Regions from separate parts of the Pan troglodytes genome. Here all the other regions are linked to region 3. The links are chromatin contacts, called in public HiChIP or PLAC-seq maps. All regions are on one chromosome and are shown on one strand. Each heading gives the region's core, a stretch centred on a gene start, on an enhancer-like site or on the middle of the called end of the contact. The rest is flanking DNA. Distances are from core to core; before and after follow the strand shown.

Region 1 (4,944 bases), core at 41-2,540, 330 kb after region 3:
TGGTTATCTTTGTATGGTGGAACAAAGTCACTGTAATTTTCATCTTTGGTTTTTCTGTAATTTCCAAATTTTCTACATTTTGTATTTCATATAATAAATATAATTTAAGAGATCAGTGTTATTATTTAAACCTTTGGAGAGGTGGGAGTAGAAGAATGAAGGGAAGACCTCAGCTTTTTTGGTGAGAAGGTTTGGTTGGGGCACCTCTTGGTTTATGAACTTAATTCTTTGAAGTAGCTGGAATCCTCCCTCTCAGCCTGCAGGAAACAGCTCTGACTTGCTGACTGTCTGCCAGCTGAAGAGGTGGAGTGGAGTAAGGTGGAAGGAAAGCAGTGCAACCTGGGGCTCTTCAGGTGGTGAGGGGCTGGGGGAGGCTCTTCCTCTTAAGGCTGGAGGGTTCCGGAATCCTAACCCCCCTGCTACTGAGAGCAGGACAGGTCTGTTTTTCTCTTCTGACTCTGTCCCAGCCTTGAAGGGACCCTGTGTTACCTTTCCTTGCCCTCGGATTGAAGATATTCTACCCACCCAACGGGTACCAAGCCCTTGGGGAAGGAAGTGCTTTTCAAGACTGGGGGCCAGCGATTCCCTTTTGCGTCCTCTTCCTAATGAGGCTCCTCCGTAGGGCCGAAAACAATGCTGGGGGTCGGGCCGGGGCCCAGTGGGTCGCTTCTCCAACATGGGGGCTCCTGGGGGTTGTGGGGGAGGGGGAGCAGAACTGCTGGAATTACAGGTTTGCCGGGATATGGTAAAGGCGTGGAAACCTCAGGAGGCAGAAGGGGTGACTCCAAGAAAGTGGGGCACCCCGTCCCCACCACGGACGCGGGGAGGGAAGTGGGGGCGGCGGCCAGGCTCGGGCAGGTACGAGTGGGCTGCGCTAGCCTCTGCCTTGCAGGGTGTGGCGGTGGGTGGTGATGACGCTCAGCAGGTGAAAGTCGCGGGAGCCGGGAAGAGGAGGTCAAGGTTCGTGGGTGGGGCCCGGGAGTGTCAGGTGAGGTTAGACTGGAGACCCAGGTCTGCAACTCCAGCGCTTCAGGACGCTTGGAGCTGGGGAGGACCCCTATTGGCGAACATCCCGGAGGCCCCCCGAGCTCCAGGGCATGGTCTACTGCCCGGAGCCCCCGAACCGCTCCCCCGGCTGGAGCAAGACGCAATCGGTGGCCAAGGCTCCGGGGGCGGCGGCCCCGCGGCTGCTCCAATCACCGCACAGGCGAGGGACTGGGCGTGGACGAACGGGGAAAAGTTCCTGCTGATCCCGAAGGCGCGGCGGGGAGGGGAGCCGGGGCCCCAGCCCTGCCGGGAAGCGGGTTCCCAGTCCCGGCCGAGAGCGCGGGCGCCGAGGGGACCGACCCGGACCCCCCGCACCCCCCCAACCGCCAGGCCATGGCTCCCACGGGGCTCCTGGTGGCCGGCGCCTCCTTCCTCGCGTTCCGGGGGCTGCACTGGGGGCTGCGGCGGCTCGGGACCGCTGACAGTGGTGGAACCTCTGCGTCTCCCTGGCGCACAGCCTGCTCTCGGGGACCGGGGCGCTGCTCGGGTGCGGGCTTGGGGGCTCGAGGCGCACGGGGCGAGGGCGAGGGGTGGGAGGCTGAGGCCGGGAGACCCGCCGGGCGTCTCCAGAGCTGAGACTGGGGTGGGGGTGCGCACAGGGAGACTGCGGCCGGGGCCTCGAGAGGCTGACCATGCCCCCCCCCCATGTCCCCACCCCATGCCCCCAGCCTGTCACTGTACCCTCAGATGGCCGCCGACCCCATCCATGGCCACCCGCGCTGGGCTCTGGTGCTGGTGGCTGTGTCTGTGGGTGAGTCTGCAGGGAAGGCTGGGCCGGTGGTGGGGATGGGGCGGGGGGCAGCTTCTGCTGTCCTTCGAGGTCCATTCCCCGCCCCCATGGGGGTTAAACGTTCCTGAAGGCTTTACCGAGGGAAAACGAAGAACTGGGAGAGGGGCGGGGCGGGGGGGCTGGAAATCCTCTCTAAGCTGCCCGGGCTCTGGAGCAGCCTAACCCCTACCCCCATGCCCACAGGTTACTTCCTGGCAGACGGAGCTGACCTGCTGTGGAACCAGACCTTGGGCAAGACCTGGGATCTTCTCTGTCATCATTTGGTGGTGAGACTCTGAGGGGAGAAGCCAGACAGGAAGGGAGGAGGGGAGCCCTGTTCAGCCCGAGGTTCCCAGTCTCTCCTCATTCTTTTTTTTTTTTTTTTTTTTGAGACGGAGTCTCACTCTGTCACCCAGGCTGGAGTCCAGTGGTTCGGCCTCTGTTCACTGCAACCTTCGCCTCCTGGGTTCAAGCAATTCTCCTGCCTCAGCCTCCCACGTAGCTGGGATTACAGGCACCTGCCACCATGCCCAAGTAATTTTTTGTATTTTTAGTAAAAACGGGGTTTCTCCATGTTGGCCAGGCTGGTCTCGAACTTCTGACCTCAGGTGATCCGCTCACTTCAGCCTTCCAAAGTGCTGGGATTACAAGCATGAGCCACCGCCCCTGGCCCTCTCTTCATTTTTCTGTCCTATAATTTCCCACAGTTTCTGCCCCCAGCTGGTGCTTGGCTCCCAGTCTTAGGCTGAGTTAGGGGGAGGAGGCGGCTGCTGGCCACAGCTGGGGAGTCCAGATACCCACCAGGCCAGGGCACCTACCATGCCAGGGCACCCACCATACAAGGGCACCCACCATGCCAGGGCACCCACCATACAAGGGCACCCACCATGCCAGGGCACCCACCATGTGAGCCTAAGGAGTTTGGGTGCCCCCACAGGTGTCCAGCTGATCACAGAAATGTGGAATATGGAGCTTTTCTGAGAAGGGGGTGTCCTGGTATAGGGTGTGGGTATGGGGCATGAAAGCCCTAGGCCAGGCACGGTGGCTCACGCCTATAATCCCAGCACACTGGGAGGCCGAGGCGGGTGGATCACGAGGTCAGGAGATCGAGACCATCCTGACTAACACAGTGAAACCCCGTCTCTACTAAAAATACAAAAATTACCTGGGTGTGGTGGCGCGCACCGGTAGTCCCAGCTACTCCGGAAGCTGAGGCAGGAGAATTGCTTGAACCCAGGAGGCAGAGGTTGCAGTGAGCCAAGATCACACCACTGCACTCCAGCCTGGTGACAGAGTGAGAGTCTGTCTCAAAAAAAAAAAAAAAGCAAGCAAGCCCAGGAATGGGAAGTTAAGGGGGCATTAGGGGGTGAGACAGCCCCTCCCTGGGCCAAGCCTGGTTCCATCTATGGAAGGGTTGTTTCAAGGCTGCTCAGGGCCCCAGGATAAAGGTAAAAGCATAAAGGTCAGGTGTTTGGGGAACCCCACAGACTGCGTGGAAGCCTCTTTCTTCAGGCCTGGGTTATTGGGACATGATGGCTGGCAGGTCATGGGGGTCCTCTGACCTGTGACCCTGGCTCCCAGGTGGTGAGCTGCCTCAGCACCGCTGTTCTGTCTGGCCACTACGTGGGCTTCTCCATGGTGTCTCTGCTCCTGGAACTGAACTCTGCCTGCTTGCACCTGCGGAAGCTGCTGTTGCTTTCTCACCAGGCCCCATCCCTGGCCTTCAGCGTGACCAGCTGGGCCTCCTTGGCCACCCTGGCCCTCTTCCGCCTGGTCCCGCTGGGGTGGATGAGTCTGTGGCTGTTCTGGCAGCACCACCAGGTTCCTCTTGCTCTGGTCACCCTGGGTGGAATTGGGCTGGTCACTGTGGGCATCATGAGCATCATATTGGGGATCCGTATTCTGGTCAATGATGTCCTACAGTCTCGACCCCATCCACCCAGCCCTGGCCGTGAGAAAACCAGGGGGACCAGGACACGTCGTGACAATGGACCTGTCACCAGGAACAGTTCGACTCTCAGCCTGAAAGACTAGAGAGAAGCCATGGGCCCCTCGCTGGGGGAGGTGGGGCCAGGACAAGGAGATGAGGGTCTTCCATGCACAGTCCCCCATCAGGGTGAGGGCCAGACTTGCTCATCAGAATCTCAGTTTCTCTTCCAGCTAACTCACATCCCTTCCCCTTCCTCGGATCTAAGAAGAAATGCTGATGTTGGATGGGTGGGAACCTGGGTTTCTGTTCACTGAAATCCGTCATCAGATGAGCATCCTTTCCAGCAAATAAACTCAAGAGGTACAGCTAGAGCTATCAGTAAAGGGTGGCAGGAGGCATGCAGCTGGAAGAAACTGCCAGTGGAGACAGAAGCTCTTTGCTTTAACCCAGGGACAGATGGGGGAAGGTGAAGTCCCACTAGGATCAGAGAGATCTGGTATGGGGCGGGTGGGGACAGAGAGAAAAGAGATCTCACCTATAACCAAATTCTGGCAGTGGGAGGAAGGTAGAGGAGGTGCTATCTGTGGCAGCAGAGATGGACGTGATAGTTGCCAAGAGACAGAACCTGGGCCACAGCAATTGCTGCTGATGTTTCTGGTTCTCAAAGCCACACTCCTGTTTTTCTTTTTCTTTTTCTTTTTTTTTATGAGACGGAATCTCACTCTGTCACCCAGGCTGGAGTGTAGTGGCACGATTTCGGCTCACTGCAACCTCAGCCTCCTGGGTTCAAGTGATTGTCCTGCCTTAACCTCCCGAGTAGCTGTGACTTCAGGCATGCACCACCAAGCCCAGCTAATTTTTGTATTTTTTGGTGGAGAGGAGGTTTCACCATGTTGCCCAGGCTGGTCTCGAACTCCTGACCTCAAGTAATCCACCTGCCTCGGCCTCCCAGAGTGCTGGGATTACAGACGTGAGAACAGGCGCACACTCCTGTTTTTCTCCTTAACCCTGGTCCTGCTGTGTCTAGCCTTTTATTTTTATTTTTATTTTTAGTATCTTTTGACTTTTCTTTTTTCTTTCTTTTTTTTTTTTTTTTTTTTTTTGAGACAAGTTCTTGCTCTGTTGCCCAGGATGGAGTGCAGTGGCTTGATCTTGGCTCACTGCAATCTCTGCCTCCCAGGCTCAAGCAATTCTCCTG
Region 2 (4,628 bases), core at 104-2,603, 390 kb after region 3:
AACCCCAAGGGCTACCTGCCTTCACACTATGAGAGGGTGCAGATGCTGCTGTCGGACCGTTTCCTTGGCTTCTTCATGGTCCCTGCCCAGTCCTCGTGGAACTACAACTTCATGGGTAAGTGGGAGGAGCCTGGGGATGTGGGGATAGCAGTAGGGATAAGGTGAGGCCATCGCCCTTTGCACTTGGGGCCTGGCTGGCTTGGAGGTGGCGCAGGCTGCATGAGGCAGGAGCCTTGTTAACATTGGCTGTTTCCTTCTCCCCGAAGGTGTTCGGCATGACCCCAACATGAAATATGAGCTACAGCTGGCGAACCCCAAAGAGTTCTACCACGAGGTGCACAGGCCCTCCCACTTCCTCAACTTTGCTCTCCTGCAGGAGGGGGAGGTTTACTCTGCGGATCGGGAGGACCTGTATGCCTGACTGTTTCCCTGCCTCCTGCTTCAGCCTCCCGAGGCCGGAGCCTCAGCCCCTCCAGACAGGCCGCTGACATTCAGCAGTTTGGCCTCTTTCCCTCTGTCTGTGCTTGTGTTGTTGACCTCCTGATGGCTTGTCATCCTGAATAAAATATAATAATAAATTTTGTATAAATAGGAGTTCAGGGGCTGGTTTGTTTTTTTTTTTCCCCCCGAACTCAAATTCTGGATTTAGGTCTAACAGGAGGCCGGACTGGAGCGGTTCACAGCAAGATGCTGGGCTCGGCTGTGAAGGGGGAGTGTGAGGCCCCCTTCCTATTCAGGGCTTTGGGGTAAATAGCCCCTGGACTCTGGAGACCTGAGGCGGGGCTGGGCTTTCACACTCCGCTGCCTTGACCACATTTGCTGCTTTCTCCACAAAACTACTTGGAAGCTCTCGCCTCCTTTCCACAGTTTTGGGAGCAGTTGCCCTTTCCCGGGTCTAGGAACTCTGTGGCTTGTGCTGAGCGGCTGCGGTGTCCAGCCCAGCCCTTTAAGCTTTCTGTGTCAGTCCTGGTCAGGAAAACAAGCACACAGGCAGGCAGTTTGTGTACAGCCGGGCGGAGGCCAGAGACCGGCTGCCTACCTGTCACCTCTCGCCTGGAGCCGGCCACTGCCAAGTTGGCCCCATGACTCCAAACGGGCGGAGCCTGGATTGGGCCTGTGGGGAGGGCTCCACTCAAGTGACCACTTGCAGCCCTGAGCCTCAGCTCTTGGACGCCTGGCTGGAAGTTGGCTGTCTTGTTTCCTGTGACCTTGGGGGTGGAAAGGACAGGGCCCAGGCGACCTAGGGCACTATCTCCCTACCCCACGCCTTCTCCCTTCCTCGTTCCTCCCTACCCTTATCGCTTCTACCCCGCCCACACCGCCCTAAACGGCTTCCTGGGGCGGAACTGTTTCGCTTTTCCCCGTCCCAGTGGAGGCGGGGGGGGGGGGGGGGGGTTGCAGCCCTAAGCCTCTGGGAGACATGGAGCCCAGGAGGGCGGCGCCTGGGGCGCCTGGCTGGGGGTCTCGGGAGGCCGCGGGGTCGGCATCGGCCGCGGAGCTTGTGTACCATCTAGCCGGGGCCCTGGGCACTGAGCTGCAGGATCTGGCGCGCCGTTTCGGGCCGGAGGCGGCGGCCGGGCTGGTGCCGCTAGTGGTGCGGGCGCTGGAGCTCTTGGAACAGGCTGCCGTGGGGCCCGCCCCGGACTCGGTGAGTCATGGCCCTCCCTTCGCCACCCACGGGGCCGGCAGGGCCGAAGCCTGAGACCGGGGTCTCCCCAGCTGCAGGTGTCGGCGCAGCAGGCGGAGCAGGAGCTGCGGCGGCTGCGGGAGGAGAACGAGCGCCTCCGCAGGGAGCTGCGCGCGGGGCCACAGGGTAAGCGCAGCCCCGGCCAGGGCAGGGCGGGTGGCGACCTGCTCGGGTCCTCCCCTCCCTCCCGCGGGCCGCGCGCCGCCGCCGCTAAGAACGCCCCTTCCTCAGAGGAGCGCGCGCTGCTGCGGCAGCTCAAGGAGGTCACGGACCGACAGCGGGACGAACTCCGGGCGCACAACCGCGACCTGCGGCAGCGCGGCCAGGAGACCGAGGCGGTGAGGGCGGGGCGCGGGCGGGGCGGGGCGGGGCGGGGGCGGAGCGAGGCGGGCGCGGGGCGGGGCTCCGGGGGCCCTCGGTGCCCCGCCCACCCCACCCTTTGCTCCGCTCCCAGTTGCAGGAGCAGCTGCAGCGCCTCCTGCTGGTGAACGCTGAGCTGCGGCACAAGCTGGCGGCCGTGCAGACCCAGCTGCGCGCCGCGCAGGACCGCGAGAGGGAGCGCCAGCAGCCTGGCGAAGCCGCGACTCCGCAGGCTAAAGAGCGAGCGCGGGGGCAGGCCGGGCGGCCCGGGCACCAGCACGGACAGGAGCCCGAATGGGCGACCGCCGGCGCAGGCGCCCCAGGGAACCCTGAGGACCCGGTGAGTGCCGTATGAGGGCAAGGACCCAGCCCAGGACTCAGCGTCCAGCCCTCGGTGGGCACTCAAGCAAGGTTTGCATGCTGCACAGCAGGTCGGCCAGGAAGCGGGGAGGTGGCAGACAGATCTGCGCCCCCGGCCGGCCTCGGCCCCCGCTCTCACCTGGAGCACTGCTCTGTTATCTGTCAGGGCACCCTTGTCCCCCAAGTCTCCCGGCCCGTCACTTCCTCTAGCATTCCCATGATGGCCCTGGGGCGGGGGAACGCCAGCCGAGGCGACCCTCTGACTGTGCCTGTCCTTCCAAAGGCGGAGGCCGCGCAGCAGCTCGGGGGCCCCTCGGAGGCAGGACAGTGCCGCTTCAGTCGGGAGGAGTTTGAGCAAATCCTTCAGGAGCGGAATGAACTCAAAGCCAAAGTGTTCCTGCTCAAGGAGGAACTGGCCTACTTCCAGCGGTGAGGACGCTGGGAAGCCGGGGGGCCTCCGATCACCCCACCTCATTCTCCAGTCATTGACATGTCCACAGTGACATGTGCCAGGCCTGCGCTGGGAACTGGGAGGACATGAATTGTACAGCCCTTGCCCTCCTGCAATGTCATCCAGACAGGGGAGAGGGACAGTACAAAGGGCTGCAGCTGCAGCAGCCAGGGAAGCTCTCCTAGGAGGGGGCCATGGGGCCACCTAATTTAAGGTCTGAGTGTGTCAGCAAGGCAGAGCGCTTCCCGTGTTCAGGGAAGAGCTGCGTGCACACGTACCAGGAGTGAGGACTGCGGCTGGCATCTCCACTGCTGGCATCCCCATGGCTGGCATCACCAGGGCTTTCCCCCTCCCTGCCCCTTTTCTTTAGGGAGCTGCTCACAGACCACCGGGTCCCCGGCCTTCTGCTCGAGGCCATGAAGGTGGCTGTCCGGAAGCAGCGGAAGAAGATCAAGGCCAAGATGTTAGGGACACCAGAGGAAGCAGAGAGCAGGTAGGTCCCTGCCTGCATTCCCACGGAGCCAGGCCTCCCTCCCTCATTCTGCTGAGCCTGATGACCAGCCTGGTCACCCTCTGAGCCCATTGTCTCAGACTGAGGCTGTCACCCCAACCTGGTCACCCCTTGAGCCTCCCTAGCCTGGCCGCTTCTAGGGCCTGCTGACCTGGTCTGGCTGTGTCCCATGGCCGCTGTCCAGCCTGCGCCCTTCTCCCTGGATCTCACCACTCCCCTTGCCTTGCCTGCCGTCCATTCTGCCTGACAACGCTGCCTCTCCACATTCATTCTTCAAGTTCCTGTCTTGGCTGGGTCTGTTTATTCTTACGGGGGTGAAACTGTAGCCGCGGCTGTGTCAGGGCCTGCTGTGTGTCAAGCTATAAAATAAACCCTTGGCAGGGCGCGGTGGCTCACGCCTGTAATCCCAGCACTTTGAGAGGCTAAGGTGGGTAGATCACCTGAGGTCAGGAGTTCGAGACCAGCGTGGCCAACATGGTGAAACCCCGTCTCTACTAAAAATACAAAAATTAGCCGGGCATGGTGGCATGTGCCTATAATCCCAGCTACTCAGGAGGCTGCGGCAGGAGAATCGCTTGAACTTGGGAGGCGGAGGTTGCAGTGAGCTGAGATCGCGCCACTGCACTCCAGCCTGGGCGACAGAGTGAGACCCTGTCTCAAAAAAAAAAAAAAAAAAATTAAAAATTAAAGCCTCGACATCCTGCATCTCCCCAGGGTTGCCTTCTCTCCAGCCCCGGGGGCCCTGCAGTCCCTCCATCCCCCCTGCTGGATTCCTGTTGTCCCTCAGGGCCTTGATCAATGGCCCTCACTTCTCCTCTCTCCTCTGTCTCAGTGAGGATGAGGCTGGCCCATGGATCCTGCTCTCCGATGACAAGGGAGACCATCCCCCACCCCCGGAGTCCAAAATACAGAGTTTGTATGTTGGGGAAAGGGGAAAGGCAAGAGTGTGGGGAGGGAGGAAGGGCCCTGGCTGGTCCTTCTCAGGATCCCCTTTCCCGCTTCTCTGCCCGTCACCCTGCTGTGCTTGGCTCTAAGCCCACCCTCCCCTCCTGCTTCTCTGGCCCTGGCCCCCATCACCTTCACACTCCCTCAGGCTGCCCTTTCTTCCCCCTCTCCCCTTTTCTCACCACCCCCTGCCCTCACCCATATCCTTGACCTCTCTGGCTTCCTGGCTCAAAGTGCCTCTGGCTGTCTCTCTCCAGCTTTGGCCTATGGTATCGGGGTAAAGCTGAATCCTCTGAGGATGAGACCAGCAGCCC
Region 3 (4,623 bases), core at 2,001-4,500:
GCATCTTAGCTAGCCCTACAACCAGCAATTAGGGAATTAAATAACTTGCTAAACAAGAAGATAATAAACAACAGTCACCCAAGTCAGAGTCACGAGATGTCTGGTTCCCTATAGAAACTACACATAACACCTTGACATATATTCCTAAGTTATTTTTCAGAAACCAGGACCCCCACCCCCCCACCAGGTGAAAAATGCCAACTAATTGCTGTCATGTAAGACCTCAGACAGACTGAAGCCAGAAAATAGGTAAGAAAGTTCCATAAATTCCCCAGCCCTTAATTCACTTTAAAGATCCCCAGAAGCCCAGCCTTTAAAAACCCTCTGCAGCCGGGCGCGGTGGCTCACGCCTGTAATCCCAGCACTTTGGGAGGCTGAGGTGGGCGGATCACGAGATCAGGAGATCGAGACCATCCTGGCTAACACGGGGAAATACTACTCTCTACTAAAAATACAAAAAATTAGCCGGGCCTGGTGGCAGGCACCTGTAGTCCCAGCTAAGGCAGGAGAATGGCGTGAACCCGGGAGGCGGAGCTTGCAGTGAGCCGAGATCGCGCCGCTGCACTCCAGCCTGGGCAACAGAGCGAGACACCATCTCAAAAATAAGTAAATAAATAAATAAAATAAAAACCCTTTGCTTGTAAGCCATCAGGAAGTTTAGGTCTTAAGCTTTAGCTGCCCAGTCTCCCTGCTTGGTGCCTTACAATAAATGCTTGTTCTCTCCCTGCAAATCTCAATGTCAGTGTTTGGCTTTTGCTTTGTGTGGATGGGAAGACCCAAGTTGAGTTTGGTAACAAGACCCAGCTAAGCTGTTAACTCCACCAAGTTTAAGGGCCAGATCCAGACACCAAGGGGGTTGGCCCAGCTTTCGTTCTCACTGAATTCATCCTGAAGGTAGAGACAATTCATTAAGCCAGAAGGTAACCGGTATAATTTCCATGTTGTGAAATCACTGGGAATCGAAGACTTGAGCCCATGAATAGAATATGGCTCACCTTCTTCCTCAGGAGAGCAGAGGTGACACCAGGGGCTAAGGGGCAAAGAATGAGTCTGAGTCCATATACTGCTCCCTGATAGAGAACAGCCCTGCGGAAAACCTAAGAGTCAGTCTAGCCAGCCCAGCCAGCCTGGGAGAATGTCCCCCCTCTCCCACCTCCTGAGGACACCTTGAAGTTTTGAGCTTATAGATATGAGGTCTATAAGCAAACCGTTAAACATGAATACTAACTTAAAAGACTGCCCTCCTGACTCAGAACCCCACTGACTGTGGCCACACTGTTCGTTCTTTCACGCTTACTTCTCCTCATTTAAAAGGGAAATAAACATCATACATTTGACTGACTTAGCTGTCCCATTGCTCCTCCTTACTCTTAAACCAGGAAGGATGGAAAGAACACTTGAGTCAGGGTGGTGGACGTACCACTAAGGACAGAAAAGTGACCTTGTCCCTTAGGGACCAGCAGTCTAGGGGGGGAAAAGACAGGTATACACATAATTACAACTCCTGGAGTAAAGGGGAAACCGTAGCCCTTAGCAAACTGCAACTCTTACTCTGGTCTCATCCTACTCCTAAGTAGGATAAAAAATAATAAGCTGAATAAACAATTCATCTTATTATTTTTTAAGGCAGGGTCTCACTCCATCACCCAGGCTGGAGTGCAGGGGCGCAATCATGGTCCACTGCGGCCTCGACCTCCTGGGCTCAAACGATAATCCTCCCACCTCAGCCTCCCCAGTAGCTAGGACCACAGGCATGTGCCAAGACGCAGGGCTAATTTTTTTTTTTTTTTTTTTTTTTTTGAGACAGAGTCTCACTCTGTCTGTTGGCCAGGCTGGAGTGCAGTGGTGCAATCTCGGCTCACTGCAACCTCAGCCTCTCGGACTCAAGCAATTCTCCTGCCTCAGCCTCCCGAGTAGCTGGGATTACAGGCGTGTGCTACCACACTCGGCTAATTTTTGTATTTTTAGTAGAGACAGGGTTTCACCATGTTGGCCAGGCTGGTCTCAAACTCCTAACCTCAGGTAATCCGCCCGCCTCAGCCTCCCAGAGTGCTGGGATTACAGGTGTAAGCCACCGTGCCCGGCCACGCACGGCTATTTTTTATTTTTTTGTGCATACAGGGTCCCCCTATGTTGCCCAGACTGGTGTGGAATTCCTGGGCTCACACAATCCTCCTTAGCCTCCCAAAGTGCTCAGACTAAAGGTGTAAGCCACTATGCCCTGCCCCGACAATTAAGCTTAGTTCAACCCCGTTATCTCTTCAGGAGCCACAGAGTCTGAGGATATGAAAAGGCAAGAAATTAACTTATTCAACGAGTATGTATTGAGACTGTGCTATGTGCCACAACTTCTGCTAGGGCCCCACACTATGATAGGAGGGACCCGCCCAGACATGAGGCTTCACCCACTGTGTGGGCGGCGGTGGGGATGGTCCAGCGGAGGCTGGGGCCCTGAGATCAGATTTGAACGTTACCACTGCTATGGTTTTTGGGCAGTTGTTTCAAAAGCCTTGGACAATCAGCCTAGGCTTCCTAGGCCCATTACAGATCCTCCTCTGACAGGTCCCTAGTGGTCGCTGGGGTGTAAGGAACTGCTAACGTTAGCCCTTCAATGTGTCCCAGGGACCAGTAGGCACCTCCTCCTTTATCACGTGGCTATGATATGTTTACATTAACATTCCCCCAGTAGACTGAGATCTCTGATTCTAGTACCTGCACCCAGCGCAGGCCTGGCATTCGGTGGGCGCTCAGTTAATGCCTGGCGAATGAAACCTTTTGCCTCTTTCCTGAAAGCATTCCCTGAGGGCGCACTCGTAAAATGCCCGCTGCATCTGGCCTGGCCCTTTCCCTCCCCGTCGAGTCCATTTTATCCGTCTGCCCGCCAAGACAAGGCTGTAGTTTCCGATTGGAGGATTAAGGGCTGCTCTCGGTCGTGCCCTAAAGCTGCAAAAGACTGGTACCCCTGGGCTCCGGCTGACAGCGACCCCGAGCTGGTGAGGGCGGCCCAAGGCGACTAACAGCGGGATCTAGCGGAGAAAGGCGCCGCCGCCGTTAAAGGGGGTTGGTCCTGTCCCTAACTTGGGGGCCCCGCCCCGAGATGCGAGGTCTGGAGGGCGCAGCGTTCCAGCACCCACCTCTGCCAGGGCCGTTTCGGCCGCCCTGCTCCGCTGCCCCGGATACAACCAGCGCCGCCATCACCTGCCTGCGCATGTGGTACTAAAAAGACAGCGCTGGAAGAACGCGGAGAGCGCAGACATTGCGATCGATCGCCGATCGGTCAGCGGGGGCGGGGGATACCCGCTGGGCGGGGCCATAAAGGAGGAGATAGGGGCGGGGCTGTAGTGGGCTCCACCCCAGCCCAGAATGCCGGGACTCAGGATTCCCTAGAGGTCCCCGACTATGGCAGTTGCCCTTGCCCTGCGACTTAGTCTCCCGCTCCTCTCCCCGGCCGGGCACGATCCTGGCGCTCCCGGACCGGTGCTCTCCTATGTGCGAACTCCCTGCACGAACTCTGCAGGCCGAGTCTTGTGAAGGGGACACCCACCAGATGTTCCTTGAGCCCCCCCTGCCAGTCTCCCCTCCTGGTAAGCAGTGGTCGGTCACCCGGCCGCCGTGTGGGGCCACGTTCCCTACTAGGGGGACTCCACTGTCCGGCAGGACAGAACTCAGGGACCACCAGCCCAGCTCCAAGTTGAGAGTCTTGGTGCAGGTTTCTGGATCGCCCTTATCAGCTTTTTAAATTATTTTTTTTGAGACAGGGTCTTGGTCTGTCGCCCAGGCTGGAGTGCAGTGGTGCGATCATGGTTCACAGCAGTCTCAACCTTCTGGGCTCAAGTCATCTTCCTGCCTCAGCCCCCTGAGTACCCGGGACCACAGGCGTACATTCAGCTAATTTTTTTTTTAGTAGAGATAAGGTTTCACTATTTTGCTCAAGCTGGTCTTGAACCTCTGGACTCAAGCAATCCTCCCACTTTGGCCTCCCAAAGTGCTGGGATTACAGGCGCGAGCCACTGCACCCAGCCTTTATCACCTTTAGAATCCACTGCGTAGACCCTGTAGAAACTGCCCCTCTGGGGAAGGCCCACAGCCTGAGGGTACTTTCCTGGGAAGGTGGGCAGTGGAGGACTGTGATGTCTAACCCTTCTGGACCCTGGCCAACCTTTGCCCTGCCCCTCAGGGCTGGTCTTTCTCCTGATCACTGGCCAGAGCCCCAGAGACCCCAAAGAGAAGACAGCCAGTGAGATGGCTTTGACCTTTGGAAGAGCAAAGTACCTGCAGGACTGGCCCTCAGCAGTCTGTCCCGGGGAACAATGGTCTTCCAGGGCTGACGGTCTACCCAGCCCCCTGGCATCCTCCTCCTCTCTCTGCGGTGGTGCTGTGAGCACAGCTGGCCCTTTAAGTCAGCTCTGTGGCCTCGGGCTCCCCCAGAGGCCCTCCCTGCTTGGAAACCCCTAATTAAGGTGCAGGGAGAAGTAAAAACAAGCAGCCAGAGACAGGCCCTGCCTGGGAGGCTGCCCAGAGAGGAGGAATGGCTGGACAGGCAGGGAGTGAGCAGCTGAGGGACCATCACCAAGGGTCAGTGCTGTGCCCCCCAGGCCACCGGCACTCTTAGGACAGGTAGCT

Evidence for each region. HiChIP or PLAC-seq counts read pairs in DNA pulled down with a chosen protein or histone mark.
Region 1: an H3K4me3 HiChIP or PLAC-seq map of stem cell-derived excitatory neurons shows a contact between it and region 3, with 7 times the contacts expected there. The contact joins the promoter of TLCD2 here to the promoter of DPH1 in region 3. A contact is called at or near these places in 1 of 7 Hi-C or Micro-C datasets (stem cell-derived neural progenitor cells) and 1 of 1 datasets of contacts at active chromatin or transcription factors (stem cell-derived excitatory neurons).
Region 2: a contact with region 3 is called in an H3K4me3 HiChIP or PLAC-seq map of stem cell-derived excitatory neurons, with 5 times the contacts expected there. The contact joins the promoter of RILP here to the promoter of DPH1 in region 3. A contact is called at or near these places in 1 of 1 datasets of contacts at active chromatin or transcription factors (stem cell-derived excitatory neurons) and 1 of 1 other capture datasets (stem cell-derived neural stem cells).

What each region holds. Positions count from the first base shown.
Region 1 is chr19:12,190,000-12,194,943 of NHGRI_mPanTro3-v2.0_pri, reverse strand. It overlaps TLCD2 (TLC domain containing 2), which reads left to right and starts at 1,290. Exons shown (of 3, transcript XM_054669934.2): 1 at 1,290-1,534; 2 at 2,021-2,103; 3 at 3,398-3,951. The coding sequence starts at 1,381. The coding sequence ends at 3,850. LOC129137515 (a long non-coding RNA gene) reads left to right here. Exons shown (of 5, transcript XR_010152744.1): 5 at 1-110.
Region 2 is chr19:12,130,431-12,135,058 of NHGRI_mPanTro3-v2.0_pri, reverse strand. It overlaps RILP (Rab interacting lysosomal protein), which reads left to right and starts at 1,353. Exons shown (of 8, transcript XM_016931144.4): 1 at 1,353-1,648; 2 at 1,720-1,813; 3 at 1,919-2,025; 4 at 2,142-2,387; 5 at 2,691-2,836; 6 at 3,229-3,351; 7 at 4,202-4,285; 8 at 4,572-4,628. The coding sequence starts at 1,421. It overlaps PRPF8 (pre-mRNA processing factor 8), which reads left to right. Exons shown (of 43, transcript XM_016931138.4): 42 at 1-115; 43 at 267-594. The coding sequence ends at 421.
Region 3 is chr19:12,519,778-12,524,400 of NHGRI_mPanTro3-v2.0_pri, reverse strand. It overlaps DPH1 (diphthamide biosynthesis 1), which reads right to left and starts at 3,250. Exons shown (of 13, transcript XM_063798174.1): 1 at 3,135-3,250. The coding sequence starts at 3,210.